Regions from separate parts of the Sus scrofa genome. Here region 2 is linked to region 1. A link is a contact called in public HiChIP or PLAC-seq data. All regions are on one chromosome and are shown on one strand. The core of a region is the stretch at or near the end of the contact, and the rest is flanking DNA. Distances in the headings are between cores, read along the strand shown. Region 1 has its middle 130 kb from the start of TRIO. Region 2 has its middle 15 kb from the start of TRIO.

The links. HiChIP or PLAC-seq counts read pairs in DNA pulled down with a chosen protein or histone mark.
Region 2: a contact with region 1 is called in an H3K27ac HiChIP or PLAC-seq map of skeletal muscle. The contact joins two enhancer-like sites. A contact is called at or near these places in 1 of 5 promoter capture datasets (liver), 18 of 47 Hi-C or Micro-C datasets (alveolar macrophages, brain, embryonic fibroblasts and 10 more) and 2 of 2 datasets of contacts at active chromatin or transcription factors (alveolar macrophages and skeletal muscle).

Annotation. Positions count from the first base shown.
Region 1 is chr16:3,562,820-3,568,854 of Sscrofa11.1, forward strand. No RefSeq gene overlaps it. Among named protein-coding and RNA genes, the nearest start is that of TRIO, 130 kb to the right of the region's middle. Within about 2 kb of position 1,297, at least 70 of the 83 cell types and tissues checked have an H3K27ac peak or open chromatin away from gene starts, as enhancers often do. A contact at or near this core is called in fetal liver, liver and skeletal muscle, where this site is marked.
Region 2 is chr16:3,672,654-3,678,140 of Sscrofa11.1, forward strand. No RefSeq gene overlaps it. Among named protein-coding and RNA genes, the nearest start is that of TRIO, 15 kb to the right of the region's middle. Within about 2 kb of position 1,423, at least 5 of the 83 cell types and tissues checked have an H3K27ac peak or open chromatin away from gene starts, as enhancers often do. A contact at or near this core is called in fetal liver, liver and skeletal muscle, where this site is marked.

The DNA.
Region 1 (6,035 bases), core at 47-2,546:
CAGGTGTGTATCCTGCTATAGGAGTATTATTTCTAAGCCCACTTAGCTGACAGAGCAAGGAAACATATGTAGATATACACATATCTGTAAGTCTTTTTATATATCCATCTGTGTCTATATTAAGCTAAACATGAGTTCATACTCATGTGTCCAACCCTGTACCAGATAGATCATTCTAGCCTTCCTCATTTACAATGAAAAACCTGGTATCCACCACCCGCCATTCATGTACTTAATTGTTCATTTCTAATATACATGTACAGTGGTTTCATCCACCATTTTTTTTTTTTTTAACAGTCTTGTTTCGGGCTCTCCTTGCTTTTGGCAGCATTGGATCCTTTAACCTCTGACACCCATACCTTCTGGCCACTTCGCTTGCAGCCACCTCAGAGGCGGTTTGTACTTGAATATTTGTCAGATGCTGGCTTGACACGGATCTGCCGTAAAGCTGAATGTCATCTACCCCTAATTTCCTTTGGTCTCTTCAGCCACTATCACCTTCCCTATTCTCTCCATTTCGGTGAAGTAGGGACTGAGGAGCCAGAGTCCGGAATGTCATGTTACAGGCGAGCAGACGTCCTCCAAGAGTTCAGAGGCTTGTCCTCCTCGCTCCGGGACTGGAGTATATACACGCCGTTTTCATGCTCTCTCTCTTCATTCCACAACTACTATGGAACCCCGACTACGTGCCAGTGCCCGCGCTGCGCCATCGAGAAACACGCCGGCCTTGTGCCGGAGTCAGCCGAACCCGCGGGCGAGATAAACAGCTCGAGTGCTCGGAGGTCGGTCTCACGCAGCAGGAGAGAGCGCCCGGCTGGGGGCGCAACGCCGGGCCTGGAAACCGCCTCCGCTGGTTAGAGCGTTCCGGCACCTCCCCAGGGTTGCAGCTGCCGGAGCAGGAGAGGGACCAGGCGGAACGCTTGAGCTCTCTCAGCTCCCGGCACCGGGTGCGGCCCCGCCCCTCCTGCCAGGCCCGGCCCACTGCAGGCCCCGCCCACCCGCCGAGCCCAAGCTCGGGCCCCTGACGATTCTCGCCGGAAATTCCCGAAGCCCCTCTTTTTTTCCTTCCTCTCCTTTCCCTGCTCTCCCTTTTCCTTTCACCCGGGTTCCCTCAGCCGTGATTTCCCCCCTCCCCCTCCTTCCTTCCCCATTTGAAATCAAGATGGAGGCTCGCGGCTGCCGCCGGCGCCCGTGATCCCGGAGCTCCCGCCGGCCACGGGCCCCCGCCCTCGAGATTGCGTGTTCAGCGCGGCGCGCGTTACTGCCCGCGCTCCGGCCGGCGCCGCCGAGGCCGTGGCTCCGCGCCCTCGCCCCACCGCCGGCTCGCGGCTCCCGGGCGGAGTCCTCGTCTATGTGGGCGCGCTCCTCAGGCCGAGCCGCCGCCGCCGCCGCCGCCGCCCGCCGCCGCCGCCGCCCCGGGGCTCTGCGTCCACGCGCCGGGCCGGGGCAGCTGGGCGATCGGCGCCGCCAGGCCGGGCGCGGAGCGGGCGGCGCGCGGCGCTAGGGACGCGGGGCCCGAGCCGGGCGCGGCCGCGGGCGCTGCCGCAGCCATGAGCGGCAGCAGCAGCGGCGGCGCTGCCGCCCCCGCCGCGTCCTCCGGCCCCGCCGCCACGGCCAGCGCGGCGGGCTCGGGCTGCGGGGGCGGCGCCGGCGAAGGGGCAGAAGAGGCGGCCAAGGACCTGGCCGACATCGCGGCCTTCTTCCGATCCGGTGAGTGCAACTGTTGCCGCTGCCCGCGCGCTCCGCCACCCCTGCCGTGGAGGCGCGGTCCGCGGGCCCCGGCGCGCCCGGTGTTCGCCTGTCGTTCGGTCCCGGCGCGCGCTCGCCAGGCCACTGCCCGGCGCCGGGGCTCCCGGCCCCAAACCCGCGGGTCCGGCACCCCACGCTGCCCCAAGCGCCGCTGTTAGACCCAGGCACCGCCGGCTCGCCTTTCCTGCGCCCGCCCCTCGTTCCAGGGCAAAATCTCACCGTCGCCCGCCCCGGCGGCTACAGTTCTTCGGGTTGGGGCGCCGGCTCTTTGTTTCTTTCGCGGGAGGGCCGAGGAGGCGGCGGCGGGGACGGCGAGGGCGGAGGCCCCTGCCCCGAAGGCCGGCCGGACGGGGGCGGAGGGGCCAGGCCGGGAAAAGCGGGCTCTACTCTGGGTCGGTCTCCGTGGCCGATTTGTACCTGGCCCCTCCCCAGTCCCTTATGCAGCGGGTTTCTTCGCCCGGTACTCTAGCCTGTCACCTCCCCAGCCTCGATCTACACTTCTGTGAAACGGGCAGCCATAATATCTGCCGCCCAGGGAAGGGGGGAGGTGGCGGCAGAAAATGAAGCGCGGCCGGCCGGGCGGTGGGTGAGCCATTGTCTTCGGGGGCGGCTCGGAAGGGGCATCTGGGAACGTCGTGGCCCCAGGGGGCGGCGCGGGGCCGGGCACTCCTGGGGCACTGCCTACGAGGGAGTGCCAGGTGGCCCGGTGTCTCTTGGGCGAGGAGGGGGTGGCCACGGGAAAGGCCAGCTTTGCCTCGGGTCCGTGGGGAGGAGGCGCGGGAGGCGTGACAGGGCGTCCCCCGGACCCAGGCGGCGGCGCCTCCTCCCGCCCGGGCCCAGATCCCGCGTGAGCCGGTCCCGCGTCCCCGCGCCCCGCGTCCCCGCGCTCAGTCCGGTCTGCTCGCGCGGCGGCGGCCTCGGGGCCCGCGGCCCAGAGCGCAGTGCCCAGCTGGCTAGTCGCGGGGCGGAGAGGATGCAGACTCCGCGCTGGAGAGCCCTGGAGGGCGGGCCAGGTCGGGGCCGGGGTGGCCGGGCGGGCGCAGGGCGCGTGCGGGGTGCTGGTGGAGGCTCCTGGGAGGACCGCGGGGCCGGGGACGTCGGGGGAGCGGCCTGCGATGGGGCGCGCGCCGGAGGCCGGCGGCTCACATTTCTTCGTGGCCTCTTTCAAAATCCATTCCCCAGATTCGGTGAGATCATTTCGATAATCCGGGTCACAAGTAGCAATTTGCAGCGGGAGGGCGATGGTCAGAGGCAGAACTTAGCAGTGCTCTTAGATATACCTGGCGTAGTACTTTTTACCCTCGCTTTCTTCATCTTTACCAGGCGGAGTTATTTTGGAGTCATTTTAACAGATTGGTTGTGGCTGGGAATGACAGACGCTGACTCTACACAGTCAGCTTGGGGTTAATGTACTCTCCAGTGCCCCCCGCTCCTCCCCCATGAGGTCCCTGCAGAAAGGAAAGGTTTAGGAAAAAACATGAACTCCTTTAAATGAAAGCCATTTTTTCCCCCCCTGCAACTAGCCGATAGAGCATCCCTGTCTTAGCTCTTAATAGCAGAACCGGGATGTCGTCCCTTCATGCCCTGAAGCTAAAGTCTAGCCAGTCTTCTCTCTGTCTCTACCACCTGTCACAGAATAATAGATTCTGTGCAGAATTCAGCTCCTTTCTGTTAGAAAGGCGCCTGTGCCCCGGAGATGGAATTTTTGGTGTTTGAGGCCAGACTTTCTTACATCTTTATTATGCATAGTAGAGAAATCACTTCGCTTGTTCAAAGGACCCCCAGAAGACATCAGGTAAGAGTGGATGCCCACGGAAAACTTACTCCCAGTCAGTGTGGCTCTTCCTAAGATTTATCTGGGAAGGTAAATCTGTTGGTGGCCATGCCTTGCCAGGGGCTTGCTCCCATGCCGGAGCTCTCTTCTTGTTCAGCTTGGGGCAGAACTAGTCAGTACTGTTCATGGGTTTCTCCTCTGTCCTGCCTTCAAAGTGATTTGACAGTCTTGCCCTTTTGGTTGTTTGACTTGGAATCAAGGAACCAGAGCAGATTTTAAGTAGGCAGGAGTTGCTGTTCCATCCCAGGGGTAACCTGGAACATCTTTTACAAGTGCTTTTCCCTTCTTTGGGCGACTCTAAATCCCTGACCTAGATCTTGGCTCCAGCATCTAGGGCAATTATATCTAGTTGAGGGAAGGTAGGGAGGGACTATTCAGTTGAATTGGTGGGGGTGGGATTGGATGTTTGGACAGATGAAGCAGGAGGACCCTGAATGGGGTCCTCAACTAGTAGAGTGGCTCAGGCACGGGTGGGGGTGGGGTGGGGTGGGGTGGGGTGGGGGAGCTCCTAGGCAGTTTTGATTGAATGTGGATGGCTGAACAGAGAGGTCAAGTCCATCAGTAAAACCAAATGTTCTCCTAAAATGTAGACACACAGAAAACAGGTTCTCATTGACTGGACTGGACAGATCAAGGTGCGAGCATTTTTCCCAGGGTGTCGTGATCCTGGTACTTAAGATGGCCAGCATGACCTCTCAGAGAAGGTTTTTCTGCTGGTTGCTTTTCATTTCTCAGCCTTGGATCTGTTTGCTTAGCCACATTATTTTTTTCCCCTCCTTTTTATTCCTTGTCCTGCCTTAAATTTTATCTTTGTCGTCACAGATTAAAAACTGATACCCATGGTTGGATGAAAGAAGGAGAATTTAGCTTAACAGAACTTTTAAATAGAGCAGTTCAGGAATAGAATGGGCTGCCATGTGATTTCTCCATTATTGGAAGCACTCAAGCAGGGGTACTGCCACCTGCCAGGGTTCTGAGCTGGGTGCTGGGGATAGGATTCTTGTATTTGGAGAGGAGCCTGGGATGATGGCTCAGGGGCTTTTGCCCTCTCAGATTCCTTGGTTTTCTCTGAGTCCCCAGCACCTAATGGTTGTTCTCCACTTTTAAAAAGGCATCGCACATGTGAGCTAGTCCATTACAAAAAAAAATTATTATTATTTTTTTTTACAGAAAAGTAATCAGGCTTCTAGGGAGGTTGAATAACTAACTCAGAGGGGAGATGGGGTCAGGGCCAGGAAGCTCACCCCTCACTCTCCCAGACGCCTGTCATGGCTGGGACTTTGCTTACATTAGTTCTCAAACCCACTGGGACCAATCACTTTTATTGCCAATCTATTTTGGGGCTCTATTCTTGTGGCAATAAATCATTCTTTCAGAGCTCTTTCTATTTAACCTTGCAAGAGTGTGTGTGTGGGGGGGTGCTTACATAAATGCATTATTTTTAACCTGCCTGGCATGTTTTAAGTTGGCAATAAATGAATGTGCAGAGAATAAGGGTTTGTGGTTATTATGAAGCCTCACAGCCCATCGTGTTGGGTTCCTTTCCATTACTAAATCTTATTTTGGACTTCTGGCTGCAAGCCCTTTTCTTTCCAGTGGAGTATGTGAAGATAGTTGTGTGTGTGACATAGGGAGCAGCATGCATATCTTGCTATGTTTTGATATGATTTTGTCATAGAACATTGAAGGAACTTTTCATGTTTCTGTTTCTGACACCGCTTACGTAGCTGGCCACTGAGCTTGGCGTGCTGTTTCTGTGTGTATTTAGAAGCCTGGTGGCTTTGGTCTTTTGAGCACCAATAATAATTATTGTGTTATGAAGCCGGTCCCTGTTACCTTCAATATTTTGAAAAGGGAAGTTGAAGCAAATGTAACTTGATAGTGCATGTTGGTCTCCTCTTTTTCAGTGGCACAGTGAAGCTCAGTTTTAGAGGAAAGCAAATAGCTAAAAAGACTCATAAGTGATTTTCAAGAAATCAAAGAGCAGTAAAACAATCACTGAAAGAAACTTTTCATTGAGACCTTGTAAACTGACTTATTGACATGGGGTATTGTATTTTTCCCTTTGCAGTTTAACCATCCAATATTCAAATGAAGCCGTTTAAACCATTTAAATGATTAACCAAGATTTAAGTGATGCTTATGGTTCTGTTCAGAATTCAGTATGTGGTTTAAATATGCTCTTCGAATGTATATTAAAAACATGTGATTAGGATGGCCTTTTTAAAAAGACCTTTTTTTTTTTGATAGGCAAGAAATGAATTTATTAAGATAGGATGCTTGTGAGAGATGCAAGTGGGCAGACAGGGAGGCTCTAAAAAGACCTTTTAAATGTTATGATAAGTTTGGGATTTGTTTCTAAGTGAAATAATCTAAATCAGTTATATCTGATATGTAAGTTTATTTACTTGACTCCTCTACTGAGAAAGTTAAATTTTATCTCATATCCTTG
Region 2 (5,487 bases), core at 173-2,672, 110 kb after region 1:
ACCGCTGCGGGCTCCGGCGGCCTGTGCGGAGAAGCCTGGCTCTCTTCCTCTGGTGGTGCAGGCTCAGGCCTGGGGAGCGGGGAGCAGGCTGTTGTGTCTTTTTATTTATTGAGCTGACGTGTACAGAGCACCAGCGCCAGGCAGTTTTTGGTGCTTCACATGCGTCACCTCGTTGAATCCCCACGGTGTCCTGGGGAGGTGGGACTGTCCCTGCAGTGGATGGCTACGGCCTAAATCCATCTGCAGAGGGAGCATTGAGGTCGGGATGGCCTCGTTAATGGATGAAGCAGAAGCCCTGGGATCAGGGAGCGATCACTCAAGGAAAGATTGCATCCGTTTCTTTTCTCAAATCAGAAGGGAGGGAAGTCAGCAGTAGAGAGGGTTGCCTGTGGAAGGGAGGGAAAGTGAGCTCCTATCTTAAACCTTGCTTTTTCTGGTGAAATAAGAGGCGATTGTGGATTAAAGGGGCAGCCGAGGGCGGGGATTTGAGGAGGAGAGGCGGGTGGAACAGCTATGGGGGCTCTGGTACCCCACCTGCCTGTTCACCAGTGTAGGTTTCAAACGGTGTATGGTGGTTAACCTGTGGACCATCAGTGGGGGTCACTTATTATTGGAAAAACCTAATAAATAAGCACATGATTCTGAAGGAGCCAACCTTTAAAAGATGTTCTTCCCAAGCTGTTGTGTCATTAACCTTAACCAGATCCTATAAAAGAACCATTGCAATAAAAATACCAGTTTGGCTGTGTTTGTACTTATTTACAAAAGGAAAAGATCACTTTCTTACTATAAACGCAGTCATGGTAGTTTTGTGTCTTGTTCAAGATTGTGTCTTAATAAAAATTGGGTGTTTTTTGTGCAAGGCTCTTCAGGGACCTTCTTGGTATGTTGGGGCCGTGACTCCCCATCTGTCCTCTGACAGATACTGTTTTCGTTCATCATCATTCTACCTCCCTGACCGCCTGCCCTCAGGCCCGCCTTCCCCTCCTTGACGTAAACATATGTGCTGTTCCGTGCCTGCTGGGAGCCAGGCCTGTCTTGGTCCTGCACAGGATGCCAAAGTGGCAGGAGTGCTCTGAGGGGCTGACCTCAATTCCTCAGGTGGCCTCACCTGCGTCACTGAGGGATTCACGTCTGTCCTCAATGCGGGGCCTGTTCCAAGGGTCACCTGTGCTCTCTGTGAGCACCTCCGGTAGAAGGGATGGTGACAGAAGAGGCCAGGACATGATTAAGCCACTCCTTGAATGTCCCTTTAAACCCTACCTTTCCAGTTCTGAAGTACTCCCTTGGGTTGGGCTGCCTGTCCCAGTATAAGTTTTTATTTAGATTTATTTGTGAACCAGAAGGTATGCTTCCTACAGTCCTGCCAGGGGAGTGAAGGCCAAGGTTGTGCCTCCTGGGCCCGTGTGCAGCCTTCTCTGCTTCTGCCAAGCTTGTTGGAGGGTGGCCACCACCTGGGCAGGCTCCTGGCAAGACTGGCCAGTAAACATGGGGCTCCTGGTCTTGGGGTTTGGCTGGACACCCTGCAACCGTTTTCTCCCACTGGAGGAGCCCAGCCCAAAACTGTGAGTAGCTATTTCCTTGACCAAGGAAGCACCCTCTGTATCAGTATGGTTTCCATCACCAAAGCAGATGACCCTGTTGTGTGTCCAGCGGTAGTTCTGAGGAGCTTGGCTGAAGAAAAGGAAATGCTGATTCCAGGGAGGACTGGAGCCCTGCGTTGGCCAAGGTGCGTGTGGGCGGAGGGGGATCTTCTGCGTGTATGAGGAAGAGAGCGAACGCTTTTAGAAGATATTTATATATAGCTTATTATTTTCATACATCTATTTGGAGGTGTATAATAGACTAGTGCAGTAAGACGTTTATAACTTATAATTGGGGACATGTAGTAAACCTCTTTGGTGATGGAATTCCTGAGCAAAAGCGTTTGAAGAACGTTACTTTGGGGCAGTGGTTCTCACAGTGCACTTCCAGGATCCCATGGCCCCCGAAGAACTTTGCCGGGGACCCGTGAGTTAGAGTTATTTTCATAATAGGCAGATACAGTCTGAGCTTTTTCTCAATGTCCTTCTTTCCAACATCCATGTGTAGTGCTGTTTCCCAGTGGCTGCGTGGCATGTAACATCATGCATGACAGGTTAAAGGCAGAAGCAGATGTGAAGAACTACATGTGTTCTTTTCAGCCAGACATTGAAGCCAGTCTCGAAAGTATAGAACAGTGACAGCCTTCTTTCTGATATTTTTTGGAGAGAGATTTTTAAATAGAAAGTCTTATTCATATTAACATGTGATGCATTTATTATTATTGGGGTTTTTTTTTGGCTTTTTAGGTCGTACCCTTGGCATATGGAAGTTCCCAGGCTAGGGGTCAAATCGGAGCTGCAGCTGCTGGCCTAAGCCACAGCCACAGCAACACAGGATCTGAGCCGTGTCCACGACCTACACCACAGCTCATGGTAACACTAGATCTTTAATCCACTGAGTGGGGCCAGGGATCAAACCTGCATCCTCGTAGATACTAGTCTGGTTCTTAACCTGCTGTGCCACAGTGGTAACTCCTATTATTATTGCTTTTAAAGAAACTCATCTTTAAAATTTTCTCAGTTTTAGTTTTTAATATGTGTCCTTATTGGATGTCTAGATATTATGTGGATAGACTAGGTGACAGGAAGAGCCCACATAAAGCAAAGAGCTTTGGGATCCTCAGTAATTTTGAAGCATGTAAAGGTCTTGGGACCAAACCTTTGAGAATTGCTCACTGTGTTAGAGGTCTGGTAGGCTGGTCTGGGTCATCCAGTGCAGCCAAATGCCCGGGAGAGGAGCCTTGGGAAGAAGAAACTGGCAGGCAGGAGGGCTAGGGCCCCCTGTGCCACCGCCCGGTTCCATCCTGCCTGGGGGAGGGTGGCAAGGTCTGTGCTCTTGGCCTCCATGTGCCCCCCCCACCTCCATTTCTGCTCCAGCCAATGCCAGTAGCACAGATGATGGACTATTGTGCATTAAGTTGGCTTCCGTAGGAACCCCTGAGACCAATCTGTAGCATGATTTCTGTAGGAAGAGCCAATCCTAAAATCCCAAAACAGTGGATTTGCTCACTGAGTGTTGGAACCTAGACCATTGGGAGCTTAGAGGCCAAGTTTCTACGCAGGTCTCCACACACACAGTTCCTTTTTGGCAGTTACTCTCAGGGAATCTTAAATAGGAGGAACTATTAGGGGAATTCAGTTGAGATAGAAATAGAAAGGGAAACATCTGGGGTATCCTGTTCTTTGGGTCTCAAACTTTCAGGATGAAATGTGAAAATCTAGTTTACTGTTCTTTTAGCCCTGAGAGGTTAGAACCTAAAAATAATTTTGGTCTCCTGTCCAGTAATATGCTTGTTTTCATTGCCTTGTCAACTAATTTTGGTAAAAGGTACCAACCAAATGGTTACATTCTTAAAAAAATACATGGGTTCATCTGACATACAATACAGGCTTTAGAGAGAATGTGGAGTCCAGCCATTTGGGAAAACAATTTGGCATCACCTCAAAAACCTGAAAATGCACGTAACTTGACCCAGCAGCTTCTCCCTTAGCCTGTCCCTCTGCCCAGAGACGCTCTGGAAGTGTGTTCTGGGAAATATGGACAAGGCTATTCAAGTAGCATCATTTAAATAGCAAAAATGGGAGACAGAGCAAATGTCCATTAGCAAGAGTGCATAAAGAAGTTTATGGTGTAGTCACAGAGTGGAGCATTAAATAAGGCTCAGCATGCACATCAATATAAATCAAACCATCCAAACTGGAGACAGGTCACGAGAGAATGGGTGTGGTATGATTATATTCATATGAAGCTCAAAAATAAATAAAAGAGTGACATATCATGTGGCAGAGCTGTAAAGAAAACAAGGGAATGGTTCTCCTGAAAGCCAGCAACATGGTATGTCTGGAGCCGGGAGGTGGGTACCACCAGGCCACAAAGTGGTCAAGGTTTCAAAGGAATTAGAAGCATTCTGGTTGTCGTTCCCCCCTCCCTGACTTTTTTTTTTTTTTTTAAAGGGCCGATTCCAGCATCATATGGCGATTCCCAGGCTAGGGGTCGAATCGGAGCTGTAGCCTCTGGCTTACACCACAGCCACACCGGATCCGAGCTGTGTCTGTGACCTACACCACAGCCCAGGGCAATGCCGGGCCCCTAACCCCCTGAACGAAGCCAGGGATCTAACCTACGTCCTCACCGATGCTAGTCAGATTTGTTTCCACTGAGCCACGATGGAAACTCCAGCATTCTGGTTCCTAATCAGGATGGTGGTTTCAAACACACACATATGTATAATACACATACACACCTTCATATAGACCAGTCTGGCCTTCTCTTCTAAGCCCGGGGCCTATTTTTGCCTGGGCTTTTCACTTTAGTATCTTAAAGAATTAGAAAAATTGATTTAAGAGCCTTTTTGCTTTACCATACAGTGAATAATTGAATATTTAAAGCCATCAGGGCTCTTAGAAGTTACTTCCTATAATAGCACCCACCCCTCCTCCTGTTTTGAGGTTTTGAGGTGGTACCATTGTAGAGTTGACTGACGTCATGCTGTGAGCATCCACAAAACCATCTATCTTGGTCTGCTTTGGAAAGGTGTAAAGAAGGAAAACTTGCTGTGGTTTTTTTAAACTTACTTTCAGGTGAGTTTGCCTTCACCATTGCCAGGGGGAGGCAGGGAGGCCAGCATCATTTGCGTGCTCAGCTAGCTGGTCCATGCAGTGCTTACCATGTGTGGAGGCAGAGTGGGAAAATCTTGTTTGTTCTTGATCATCTATTAAAATGAGAGCTGTTCATGTATTAAAAAGAGAGACCAAAGGAAGATGAGGATGGGAGAGTGATCTGTCTGTTATAGAGTCCCCAGTGAAGGCGCATGCAGGTGGAGGGCACAGGTGTGGGAGCCTGGTTCCCATCTAAATAGCGCATACTGGCATCTCCCCCAGATCTGGCGTCACTAGCAAGCAACTGGAAGCAATCCCTTCCTCCTCCCCTTCGAAGCTGGAGAGGAGGGGCTCTGAGACCAGTGGACAGGCTTCTGACAGGAGAGGAGCATTGAGCATGGAGTGGAAAGATGTCAGAAAGGGAGCACTTATTTGTTAGTAAAGTTTTTGCTGTCACCGTTTTAGGGAGAGGTGATTTCTTCTCCATAAATTTGTTCCTTTGACGTGACTTGGTGGCTCCTCTCTTTTCATTTCTGATTGTGTTCTGATTTGTCCCTTTGCATAGTCTGAGCAGGACCCTGAGAAGGCTTAGGTGTGGCTGGGGTGTTCCTGGGTGGGGAGGAATGCCACCAAGCCGTCTGGATTGGCGGAAAGAGAGCTTCATCAAAGGAGTGCTCTGACTTTTGAATTGCCTTATAGTTCCTTAAATTATTTATAGTCAATCCCAGGAGAAGGAAATTGCTAAGGTTAATGGTTTATTTTAAAAAATAAGTGGGTTTTTTTGGGTGTGGTTTTTGACAATAAC